2 separate regions of the Sus scrofa genome follow, and region 2 is linked to region 1. The links are chromatin contacts, called in public HiChIP or PLAC-seq maps. All regions are on one chromosome and are shown on one strand. Each heading gives the region's core, a stretch centred on a gene start, on an enhancer-like site or on the middle of the called end of the contact. The rest is flanking DNA. Distances are from core to core; before and after follow the strand shown. Region 1 overlaps GALNT1 (polypeptide N-acetylgalactosaminyltransferase 1). Region 2 overlaps GALNT1 (polypeptide N-acetylgalactosaminyltransferase 1).

What was found. HiChIP or PLAC-seq counts read pairs in DNA pulled down with a chosen protein or histone mark.
Region 2: a contact with region 1 is called in an H3K27ac HiChIP or PLAC-seq map of skeletal muscle, with 4 times the contacts expected there. The contact joins two enhancer-like sites. A contact is called at or near these places in 2 of 47 Hi-C or Micro-C datasets (both in skeletal muscle) and 2 of 2 datasets of contacts at active chromatin or transcription factors (alveolar macrophages and skeletal muscle).

What each region holds. Positions count from the first base shown.
Region 1 is chr6:119,309,999-119,316,007 of Sscrofa11.1, forward strand. It overlaps GALNT1 (polypeptide N-acetylgalactosaminyltransferase 1), which reads left to right. Exons shown (of 14, transcript XM_021096269.1): 2 at 423-505. Among named protein-coding and RNA genes, the nearest start is that of GALNT1, 17 kb to the left of the region's middle. Within about 2 kb of position 1,578, at least 4 of the 83 cell types and tissues checked have an H3K27ac peak or open chromatin away from gene starts, as enhancers often do. A contact at or near this core is called in skeletal muscle, where this site is marked.
Region 2 is chr6:119,457,132-119,463,187 of Sscrofa11.1, forward strand. It overlaps GALNT1 (polypeptide N-acetylgalactosaminyltransferase 1), which reads left to right. Exons shown (of 14, transcript XM_021096269.1): 6 at 1-91. Among named protein-coding and RNA genes, the nearest start is that of GALNT1, 160 kb to the left of the region's middle. Within about 2 kb of position 3,405, at least 2 of the 83 cell types and tissues checked have an H3K27ac peak or open chromatin away from gene starts, as enhancers often do. A contact at or near this core is called in skeletal muscle, where this site is marked.

The DNA of each region.
Region 1 (6,009 bases), core at 328-2,827:
GATGTAGCATAGACTGGCAGCTGCAGCTCTGATTTGACCTCTGACCAGGAAACTTCCATATGCTGTAGGTGGGGCCCTAAAAAGAAAAAAAGAAAAAGAAAAAAAAAAGAATGCTGGGGAGGCGAACCTTGTGGGACAGTAGGTTGAGGATCTGGCATTGTCTCTGCACCAGTTTGGGTCACTGTTGGGATGTGGGTTTAATCCCTGGCCAGGAACTTCTGCATGATGCAGGTGCGGCCATAAAAAAAAAAAAAAAAAAAAATACTGAGAGTTGGAGTTTGAAGGAAGCCAGGCCTAGCTAGCCTTCAGAGAAGATGGAGATCTGGGAGTACTTGGGAAAGCTGTTTTATGCTTAAAACCTGGGTGATATCCTACCTACTTTAACTGTGGAGTGTCTATCATGAAGTTCTCTTTTCTCACAGGACAACTGAGCTGTGCACTAACTTGGCCAACAATGCTGGATTCAGCTGGTGGAGTGGCAGGAAGGGAGATGCAGTCTAGGAGGGTGAGCTCCCACACTTGATTACTCCTCCCATTTATGGATGTTTACGGACTACCCACTGTGTGCCTGGTGGTGCGTGCTGGGGACTAAGGAAATAAATGAACCTGATATGGTCCTCAAGGGGATCTAGTTCTGAAGTGTCAGCACACGTCTGACCATTTCCTGGCTCAAATTCAGCAAGAAAAGTAGTTAGAGGGCTCCTGGTCTAGGGCTCATTTTCCTGAACAAATTGACTGTGTTATTATTTTACCTCTTCCATTTGTGGGAATTTATAGACAATTTTCCAAGTCTTTAGGTTTATATTTTTGTAACCAAATTGAACTTTTCTTAAGAAAACAAGTAAAAATTAATAGTCCTTAATGGTATAATCATCCAACTCTGGATGTAGTGAAACTGTGCATTTGGGTCTTGGGTACTGCATGCTCAGTACCTCAGACTGTGGGCCGAGAATGAAAGGCAGTGCTGTCAAGAGGACCTGCCTGATGGCCAAGGGCCTGACTGTGGCTCCTCAGATGGATTATAGTAACAATATGCCCAATCATGGATTACTGGGTATCGAGTGCTTATTGTTTAAGTGCTAGCAATTTTAAACCCGATATTCTTTTCAATTCTCTCAGTAACCCTGTGAGATAGGAACTGCTATTATTCCTTTTTTCCCTGATGAGAAGAGGGAAGCACTAAGAAGTTAAATGTGGTCCAAGGTCATGTAGCTAGTGAGTAGCAGATCTGGAGCTTGATCTCAGCGATTTCGTTTTTATCTTTTGCAAAGCTTGTGCCACTTTAGACCCAGCCTGTTAACAACACTGTTGGGAGACCCTTTGGTCTCCTTTCTTTTTCTCCTGCTCGAGAACCTCTGGTCCCTGCAGCCCCACTCCTATTTGGGTGGTAACTAGCCTTCTGCTTTTTTTGCTCTTAGAAGATTGGAGTGCTTCTTACACAGCACTTTACTTCTTGTTTGGTTTATCTTTTCTAAAGCTCCAAACAAATAAGAGAGACTGACCTGTTTCCTCCAGGCGGCTTCTGAATGGGAGCCTTCCAGAAGTGTCAGCCAGCGGTTAGGTGACACCAGGGCAGCTCCAGGCTGCGGTGACTTAGGGAGAATCTGCAAGGCTCCGTGGCGCTCCTATCCCAGCTGGTGTCATTGCTGGCCAAGTGAGGGAGTTACTGGATCTGAGATACAGGGAACCAATTCACCTGCCAGGCCAGCCCCAGCCTTTTCTGGTCTTAGTTACAGAACTTTTTAAAAAATAAAACACTAGAGAGATGGCCTCCTACCAAGATGTGGTTCCCAGCTCATCCCTCCCTTTCCTCTTGAGCCACATCCCTCCCTCCAGACTCCCTCTCTGCTCAGCCTAACACTTCCCTTTCTCCTTCTCTCCCCTCCCCCTTCCCACAAAAGCTCTCCTCTCCCTCTGGTAAAGTCCAACCTATAGAAACTTCCTCCTAATTCAGATTGGCTTTCCTGTGTTACCATGGCAACCTGCGGCTACCAAGACTTGTCAGCAAAGTCATTTCTACACTACGTTTCTTTCATAGGAAATCTTCATTCTACATCTTGTCCTTCCCCACTTGCTGCTGCCAGTTTGCACAAAACTCCATCTCCAGACTCTCCAGCATCTTTAAATGTTTTTAAGCAGCCATATCTCTTTTATACCAACTATGTTGTTGTATTTGGAATAATTTTAGATACAGTGTCATCAACTGAGCTAATTCCAAATACATCAGTACAGTTTTCTCCATGGAGCATACCTGGCTTACTTAGTGACGTGTGGATAAGTTAACTTTGTACTTATGCAGAGGCGTTGACAAGAGCTGAATTGTGAATACTGAGCAGGGAAGTGGTTCAAGTGGGACCACTCGTGCCCCAGAGGGAAGGCCAGAGCAAATTAGAAACTTACCCTGAGGAAATTGTCCAGCCCACAAGGGTCGGTGAGAGCTTGTGAAAATAGCCACAAGAACACCCAGAACTCAGCATCCTTTCCAAGCCCTTATTGAGCAGAAGGTCCCAAATCTGGTGCAAAGGAGATGTCCTCTGTCCTATGTCCTCTGAAGGCAGGCAGAATTGAGTGTTATTCTCAATTCTCTTAATGAATTAGCTGCACTCTGTGGGCTTGGGCAGGTTCCTTACCCTCTTCAAATCTCAGTGGTCTATTTTTCAAAGTTATTGGGGGAAACAAAAGGGCTAATGCCCATAAAAGGGCCTAAAGTAGTTCTCAGAGCACACTCTGTAAAGAGTAACTGCCGTATTCCAGTTACTATTCTCCGAGGCCCCATCAAGATTCAAAGCTACCTTCAAGAAGCAGGTACCAAGGTTACCACATAATCAGGTGACACAGCTGGTAACCAAGCTGTAAATCATGGTCTGAACACTCTAAAATTTAGAATACAAGTGGTAGGGAGAAGCTAAGGCACCAAGGCTCATTAGATGCTGTTATAGGCGTGACATCCTGGCATTGTCAGGTGGAAACTGACCTAGCCAAGGAACTGTGAACTAACTGCTTTCAGGGTCCTGTCCCCTCCTCCTTTGCCTGCTGCAGCTGGAATATGTGTTAGGCAGGCCAAGAACTGGGAGCAGGACAAGATACCCAAGAAAAAAACCAGGTCCTTGCTCAGGCCCAGAAAAGAAGGCTGAGCACACACAGATGAGGGTTCGACTTGAGCTAGTTTAACAGGACCCAAGAATGTAGAGTTGGGTCCCAGCTTTGAACCTTCAACTTGAAAAACATGTCACACAGAAGATTCTTAATTTGAGTGAATAAGAAGATGGGGAATGAGACATTTCCTGACATCAATAACAACAGGGGCCACATCAGCAGTGCTGTACATACTAAAAGGCTATACCTATAAAAGCAACCACTAGACCAAGATCCCCTTTTAGGATGTATGAGAAAGATGGAGATAAGATCAAGTAAAATTAATGCGGGCCCCTTCTTTGGCAGTTGTTTTCCAGGCAGAGGTAGCAGGGAATGGAGCAGAGAATTCGGCACATGTCTGTTGAAAGGTGGTCAGCTAATGTTTAAGAAAACTCTAAAGGTGAGACAGTGTGTAGTTCAAGCTCTTGATGGTGGAGGAAGAAGGGAAGCCAGCTGCACTTCCAGAGGCAAAGGAAGGCATGTCTCACGGGTCAGCCGTGAACTTGACTGAGACAGCCAACTGCATGGTCTTGAGTAGGACTCTGCCCAGAGGAATGAGATAACCCAATAGAGGGTCTGTGTGGGGAAGACATAGGAGCCAAGAAGGCGTTATAAGTAGCCAGATGGGGGAAGCACACAGTCCAGGACAAAAAGCTACTGTTGGGGGGGATCCTGGTGAACCCATAGTGGACAACTATGAGGGGGAAATTAGCATTTGAACATCAGTCACACAGAAGGTACCAAAACCAGATGACAGTAGTTCAAATCTAGGAAGAACTTTTTTCTTCTCCTTATCTTTCTCTCTCCTTGAGCCAACCTTGGAGAAGCTAGAGGCAGGATGGGGTATTAGAAGGGAAGAAGAAGGGGAGACAAGGAAGGAAAAACTGGTCATCTGCACCTATCCTCACCCACTGCACGTCTCCTAGCCAAGGATGTTCTTAACCAAGAGAGGAGCTTAATCCAGGTGAAAGGTAGTATTTTTTCTTTTTCAGGTTTGTTGAGGTATAATTGACAAAAATTATATGTATTTAAGGTGTACAATGTGATGGTTTCCTATAAATACACATTGTGAAGGGATCCCCACAATCAAGCTAATTAGCATTCATTACCTCACATAGTTATCATTTTTTGGTCTTCTTTGCTTTTCTTTTTATCCCCTACCTCCCTCTTCTCTGGCAACCACCTTTTGTTTTCTGTATCTTTGAGTCTCCTTCTATATTTTTATGTTGGTTCATTTTTTATTTTGGTCTTTTAGATTCCGCATGTAAATGAAAGCATACTGTATTTCTCTTTGACTTACCTCACTTAGCAAAATACCCTCTAAGTCCATCAATGTTGTAACAAATGGCAATATCTCATTCTTTTTTAGGGCTAAATAATATTCCATTGTCTGTCTGTCTGTCTGTCTATCTATCTATCTATCTGTCTATCATCTTCTTTATCCATTTGTCTAGCAATGGACACTTAAGTTGCTTAGCTTAAGCTTTTTTTAAAAAAATAAATTTATGTCCCCCCCCCCTTTTAGGGGCACACCTACAGCGGATGGAAGTTCCCAGGCTAGGGGTTGAATCAGAGCTACAGTGACTGGCCTATACCACAACCACAGCCATGCCAGATCTGAGCCACCTCTGTGACCTATGCCTCAGCTCAAGGCAATGCCAGATCCTTAACCCACTGAGCAAGGCCAGGGATCAAACCTGCATCCTCATGGATACTAGTCAGATTCTTAACCCACTGAGCTACAACAGGAACTCCTTAATCTTGGCTATTGTAAATAATACTGCAATGAACATACGGGCGCAGGTATCTTTTAGAATTAGTGTTTTTGTATTCTTTGAAAAAACACACCAAAGTGGAATTGCTATATTCTATGGTATTTCTATTTTTAGTTCTTGGCAGGAACTCTACAGTGTTTTCCATAGTGGCTATACCTATTTACAGTCCCACCAACATTGCACAAAGGTCCCCTTTTTCCACATCCTCACCATCTGTTGTCATTTGTGGTCTTTTGATGATAGATTGTGAGGTGATATCTCATTGTGGTTTTGGTTTGCATTTCCTTAATTAGTGATATTGAAATCTTCTCATGTGCCTGATGGCCGTCTGTGTCTTCTTTGGAAAAATATCTATGCAGGTCCTCTGCCCACTTTTTAATCTCGTTGTTGTTGTTGTTGTTGTTGTTTTTTATGTTGAGTTGTATGAGTTCTCCGTATATTTTGGATACTAACCCCTTATCAGGTATATCATTTGCACATACCTTCTCCCAATCAGTAAGCAACATTTTCATTTCATTGATAGTTTCCTTCCCTCTGCAAAAGCTTTTTAGTTTGATATAGTACCACTTGTTTATTTTTGTTTTCATTTCCCTTGCCTAAGGAGACGTATCCAAAAACACATTGCTAAGACCAATGTTAAAGAGTGCTCCGGGAGTTCCCGTCGTGGCGCAGTGGTTAACGAATCCGACTAGGAACCATGAGGTTGCGGGTTCGATCCCTGCCCTTGCTCAGTGGGTTAACGATCCGGCGTTGCCGTGAGCTGTGGTGTAGGTTGCAGACGCGGCTCGGATCCCGTGTTGCTGTGGCTCTGGCGTAGGCCGGTGGCTACAGCTCCGATTCAACCCCTAGCCTGGGAACCTCCATATGCTGCAGGAGCGGCCCAAGAAATAGCAACAATAATAACAACAACAACAACAAAAAAGAGTGCTCCACCTATGTTTTCTCCTAAGAGTTTTAAGGTTTCATGTCTTATATTTAGCCTTTCATACATTTTGAGTTTATTTTTGTAATGTAGAGTGAGAAAGTAGTCCAACTTGACTCTTTTACATGCAGCGGCCCAGTTTTCCTGACATCAATTATTGAAGAGACTGTCTTTTCC
Region 2 (6,056 bases), core at 2,155-4,654, 150 kb after region 1:
ACGCTTCTGCGAACTGTCCATAGTGTCATTAATCGCTCACCAAGACACATGCTAGAAGAAATTGTTCTAGTAGATGATGCCAGTGAAAGAGGTAAATTTTACATTTTAATACCAATAATATGCTACACCTTTTGTCATTAGTGGTTAAAAAGTAGTTGCTATCATTTTTAACCTAGTAATGTTATGCAGACTTCTGATTTATCCTAAAAGTTATTTATGACATTTGGACTCATTCCCATATGCAAAATAATTACACCCTTGTGAAACCTAAAATATTACTTTCATTAGCATTTAGTTTGTGTCTATCTTAATCTCATTTTAAAAAGAAATAATTCTATGAAAATTTATGCAGATGGAAGTTTCCTTGTGGCGCAGTGGGTTAAGGATCTGGTGTTGTCACTGCAGCAGCTCAGGTCTCTGCTGTGGCGTGAGTTCAAACTCTGGCCCAGGAACTTTTGCATGTCGTGGGTGCAGCCAAAAAATTTTTAATGTGGAACAGTGGGAAAAAAAACCCCACATAATTTTGTCAGGATTTTCTTTGTGGGCAGCTGCAGCCCTGAGTCAGTGGAGAAAGATTGGATCCTACTTAGGGCTATAAATAGAGAAATTTAGTTCCATGTACAATGGGGAGCATCTCTGACAGCAAAATAAGAGCATGAGGTGAGTGAGCTTTAGTTCTCCAAATTCTTCTTAGATTTTCCCATTTTCTCTATGTTTAAGTTCAGGAACGATCTACACTGAGGAGCATAAAAGGATGAAGAAGGAATTTATGAAAAAATACTGTGTAATATGACTGATCTCAGTGAGCGGTCTATAGTAACTCTTGCCCAGGTGTTCTGCAAAGAGTCTAAGAATTTTTCAGGGCTTTTTTCCCCACACAGTAGCTATTTAGGATCATTGGTGTCATGTGTTTTCCCCTGAATTCCTGTACTCACGTGAGAAAAATTTGGAGGGAGCTACAGAAAATGGCTCTTCCTTCCTTAAGCAGCCTTAAATTTCATGACCTATTTCATCCTTTTTTTATCATCTTAAACTTTTTCGCCAACTTCTCATTGCCCCTAAGATAGTTTAGTTGAATATTATACCTTCTTCTTCCTGTGCCCACACTAAATATGTACACTTAACCATGATTAAATTTAATAACTTCCCCCTTTTTTTTTTTGCTTTTTAGAGCCACATCCGCGGCATATGGAGGTTCTCAGACTAGGGCTCAAATCGGAGCTGCAGCTGCCAGCCTACACCACAGCCATAGCAATGCAGGATCTGAGCCACGTCTGCAACCTACGCCACAGCTCACAGCAATGCCAGATCCTTAACCCACTGAGTGAGGCCAGGAATCGAACCCTCAACCTCATGGTTCCTAGTCAGATTCGTTTCCACTGCACCGCAAAGGGAGCTCCAGTCACTTCATATCTTAATTATTTGGGAGCGATTTGCACATTAATAATAATTTAATTCTTACTTTGCCAGGTTATAGCAGGATAAAGGAAGAGTAAGTTACAGCTCTACTGTCTCAGGTGCCTTGTCGCTTACCTCCTTAATCTAATCAAGGAGATGGTTTATAATTAAACAAAACATTTAATAATGGTATAATATATAATGTAATTAATGTCAAAATGAATATGAGAACTGCTACAAATAAGAATACCACCTAAAATAATTACTATTGACAATAGAAGTATAAACCTCATGTGGATAACTATTTGCTAGGAGTTAATTACTGCCTCTTTAAAATTAACCAAAGTTAATGTAAGCAGTGGTATATACAAATACAAATATCTGTCCTGAAAGAGACATATATTTGATTTACATATATGTTGATATTTGTTAAATTAAATATGCCCCAAGGGGAGATCTTTTTCCTCAAATGAAATGATTTATTTTTTCATTCCCCCTTTGTTTTCTCCATTATTTTTTTGAACGCCTAAGAAGGCTGTGTGAAATAGTAAGTTTTTGTAGGATGTAGCCTAATCAGAAACATGGGTCCACAACCTGAGGTGTTAAAGGAAGTCCCATATCCTAGTTGTCATTTTCCTTCCTCTTGTAGGCCCTTCTGAATCACCCCAACCTAGGTAAACCTGTAGGAGGAAACGTGTGGGAAGATTCTGCATCACTGCTCTGCTTGGGGCTCTTTGTCATTAAGCAGGTCCCTGAGTGTCTCCCCACAGCCCCAATCAGGGACCTGATTCTACTTTTTATCTTCCTGCCTAGAAAGCCTCAGGCATGCAGATTACCATTTCTGATGCATGCAGGTTGCCATTTCTGATATTGGGAACCACTGGACATTGTGTTTTTGTGGTTATAACTGCAGTCTTGCTATCTAGATTGAGAATTTTTTTTCTTTTTACAATTGCTCCTATGGCATATGGAAGTTCCCAGGCTAGGGGTCAAATCAGAGCTGCAGCTACGTGCCTACACCATAGCTTACAGCAACACTGGATCCTTAACCCACTGAGCAAGGCCAGGAATCAAACTCACATCCTCACAGAGATAATGTTGGGGTCTTTAACCTGCTGAGCCACAACAGGAACTCCCAGATTGAGAATTATCTAATATAACTTTCAGAGTCTGCTCTTTCCTATGCATGAGGCACATTCAAGGCACCATCATTTCTCACCTGGACTGGTGAAACAGACCAACTAGTCTCCCTACACACACTCTCCCCTCCACCCCCCAATCTGTTCATGCTATGTGCACAGCGAGCTTTTAAACATGGAGATCTGATCATGTCACTTCTCTGATCAAAATCTTTCCTCTAGGGGAGTTTCCGTCGTGGCGCAGTGGTTAACGAATCCGACTAGGAAGCATGAGGTTGCGGGTTCGGTCCCTGCCCTTGCTCAGTGGGTTAACGATCCGGCATTGCTGTGAGCTGTGGTGTAGGTCCGCAGACGCGGCTCAGATCCTACATTGCTGTGGCTCTGGCGTAGGCCAGGGGCTACAGCTCCAATTCGACCCCTAGCCTGGGAACCTCCATATGCCGTGGGAGCGACCCAAAGAAATAGCAAAAAAAAAAAAAAAAAAAAAAAAAAAAATCTTTCCTCTAAACAACAAGGATCTACTGTATAGCAAAGGGAACTGTATTTAGTATCATGTGATAACCTATCGTGGAAAATAATCTGAAAAAGAACATATAACTGAATCGTTTTACTGTATACCTGAAACATTGCAAATCAACTATACCTCAGTTAAAAAAAAAAAAACCCTTTCCTCTAAAGCCTACATGACCTGGCCTTTGCCTCCATCTCCAGTCACTTCTTGAGTCATTCCCTGCCCACCCCTCCCCACAGTTGAGCTCAGATGTTTCCTCAGAATCAGTTATATTTAGCGAGGCCTTCCTTGACCTCCCAAGACCAGGTCACATTTCTCTGAACACATCTCAGAGCGCTGCGTACTTTCCTGCAGCTCTCACCAGAGAGTCACCTATTTACTTGTCTGTGTAATGACTGTCTGCCCCATGCTGGCCCCTAGGCAGACCCTACAGATGCCATCAGGACTCTTTGCTCACCATTATCTTCTCAGTGCCACAGCGTCTATTATATAGTAAACAGTCCAGGATATATTCAATGAACGAATGAAAGAATCATCTACCAGTCAGTTAATCCTTGTTTTTATTCCTTATCTGTGTAAACTTCCTAACTAGGTTGTATAGCCTGTGTAGTCTGCTCATGGCCTCAGGGTACTCGATTTCACAGTTAACCTGCTGAGCTCCATTTATTAAATATGAAGTAGGTGCTATAATTATCTCTGTTTTATTGATTGAGCAAAATGAGGCTTAGCATTAACCTACGGCTTGACCTCTTAAGTGCTGTGTACTTCATTCTGTTATAACTTTATTGCTACAGGGTCTGTAATAAAGGTGGAGTCTGGATGAATCTCTAGTTCATGTCAGAAGTTACCGTCATCTCAGAAGTTTATCTTAAGACCTAAAATTGATGTAATGTTCTTAATTTATTAGAAAATCATAGAATAGAGATGACTGTTGTTTTTCTCATTTTACACAAAGTAAACAGAGGTTCTTATTTAAGTACAGATTCAGAGTCAGGTTTATTATACTGTAAACTCCTTGCTCTTTTTACTGCTCTTTAGAGTTCTGGCTAACATTTCTCAGATGTTGCTGAGAGCAGTGAAATTTTCCATGACATTCAGTCTCTGACAGTCTCACACTCCCTGATGGAGGGATGCATTTATAGACTAATAGCTGTAAAGATAGTCCAATAAGTAAGATTCCCCCGTAGTTTTCGGTGACATAGTACCTTTTCACCATCATCACTTAACCCCCCATGGCCTCCTTTTTGTAAAGTGATGTTTGAGTAAATAGTTCCTAATCCCCACCCAGCCCCAAGTCCATAATTGTCTATCAACTATTAGGAAGACACCTATATATATACATACATATATATATATACATACATACATATATATATACATACATATATATAGATATATATATATATAGATATATATATATATATTTTTTTTTTTTTTTTTGCTTTTTAGGGTTGCACCTGTGGCATATGGAGGTTCCCAAGTTAGGGGTCTAATCAGAGCAACAGCTGCCGGTCTCCACCACAGCCACAGCAATGAAGGATCCAAGCCGTGTCTGCAACCTACACCACAGCATGCCAGATGCTTTACCCACTGAGCAAGGCCAGGGATTGAACCAGAAACTTCATGGTTCCTAGTCGGATTCGTTTCCCCTGCTTCATGACAGGAACTCTGGAAGACACCTATTTCTTAGCCTTTTTGCATGAAGGCCACAAAGATGGCAAAGATGGCCAAGAAAATTTATGGAATAGCAACTTTTTTGAGCCCCCAAACCAGAGGATCATGCATTTTTCATTTTAGTTATAGCAAGACAGAATATTGTAACTTTCAAAGGTATGGGATTCAGGAATTAGTTTGCTTTTGATTCTTAAGAAGCACTTTAAACTGTCTAATATTTATGGGAAAACTTATTGGGAGACACATTGTGACACAGCCAAACTTGACTGGTCTAAGGTACTAGAATATATCTCATACCTCATCACAGGCGATTCTATGAAGTCTGAACATAAAGCAATTTAAATTTATGCCAGGTCAGATGATTCCACGTTCCTGAATTGCTCTCTTGGTAGTTCCCTTCTAGGATTTCTTGCTATGGATGAAAAGATGGACTTTGAAGTCAGGCAGACCTGGGTTTGAATCTTGGATTTACCCCTTAATAAGCTGTGTCATCTTGATCAGTTCATTTAATACTCTGAGCCTTAGTGTTTCATGTCTAAAATATGTGTAATAGCATAGGGTTGTTGTGAGGATTAAATGAAATAATGTAAAGAACCTGGTATTGTGCTAAACAGACGCAAAATGGCAAAATGTTGCTTTTCTCTGGAGTTGGCACTAGCCTCACCCTTTCACTCAGAATCAAGTTACATCCTTCTGATTCTAAGACTTGGTTCATTAAAATCATGATGATCAGGTAGGAGTTCTTCTCCACATGTTTTTCAGATAATCTTTTTAGCCCAGATGTTGTAGGAAGTACAGTAGCAGACATGGAAATGATTGGTGTTTGGTAGAGTGGGGTATAGAGGCCTTTTTCTCTCTCGCAGTCTTCATAGCAGTGGTTATTCCAGTATTGAATCAGTCTGGTCTTACCGGTTCCAATGGACAAGACCCATCTCACTTCCATTTGTCTTTCCCTGTCCACTATATAGGAGGCCCTTTGGATTCCAACATTTACTATTTAAAGAGCCCCTTAATACTCCTGCCCTGATCTCCATGACTAGGGTCCTGTGGGACAGAGCTGGTCACAGGAGCTCCAGGAGCTCCATGTCAAGAAGTTTTTCCTTCCCTAAAGAGATTGTGCTGAGGACCAGTTGGAAAGACATTTGTGTGAGGACTACCATGAATAGCTTCTCTGGCATAAATACCACAAACTTACCTGATCTGAAAAATTCCTTCTCTTTGCTTTGAATGTTTTCTGCTTTTTAGAATCCATTTTGCACTTTGGAAGCAGGCAATCCTTGGCTTAGGGGCATAACCTCTTTCTGAACTCTCCAGGATAGCTGCTGCTTTCATAA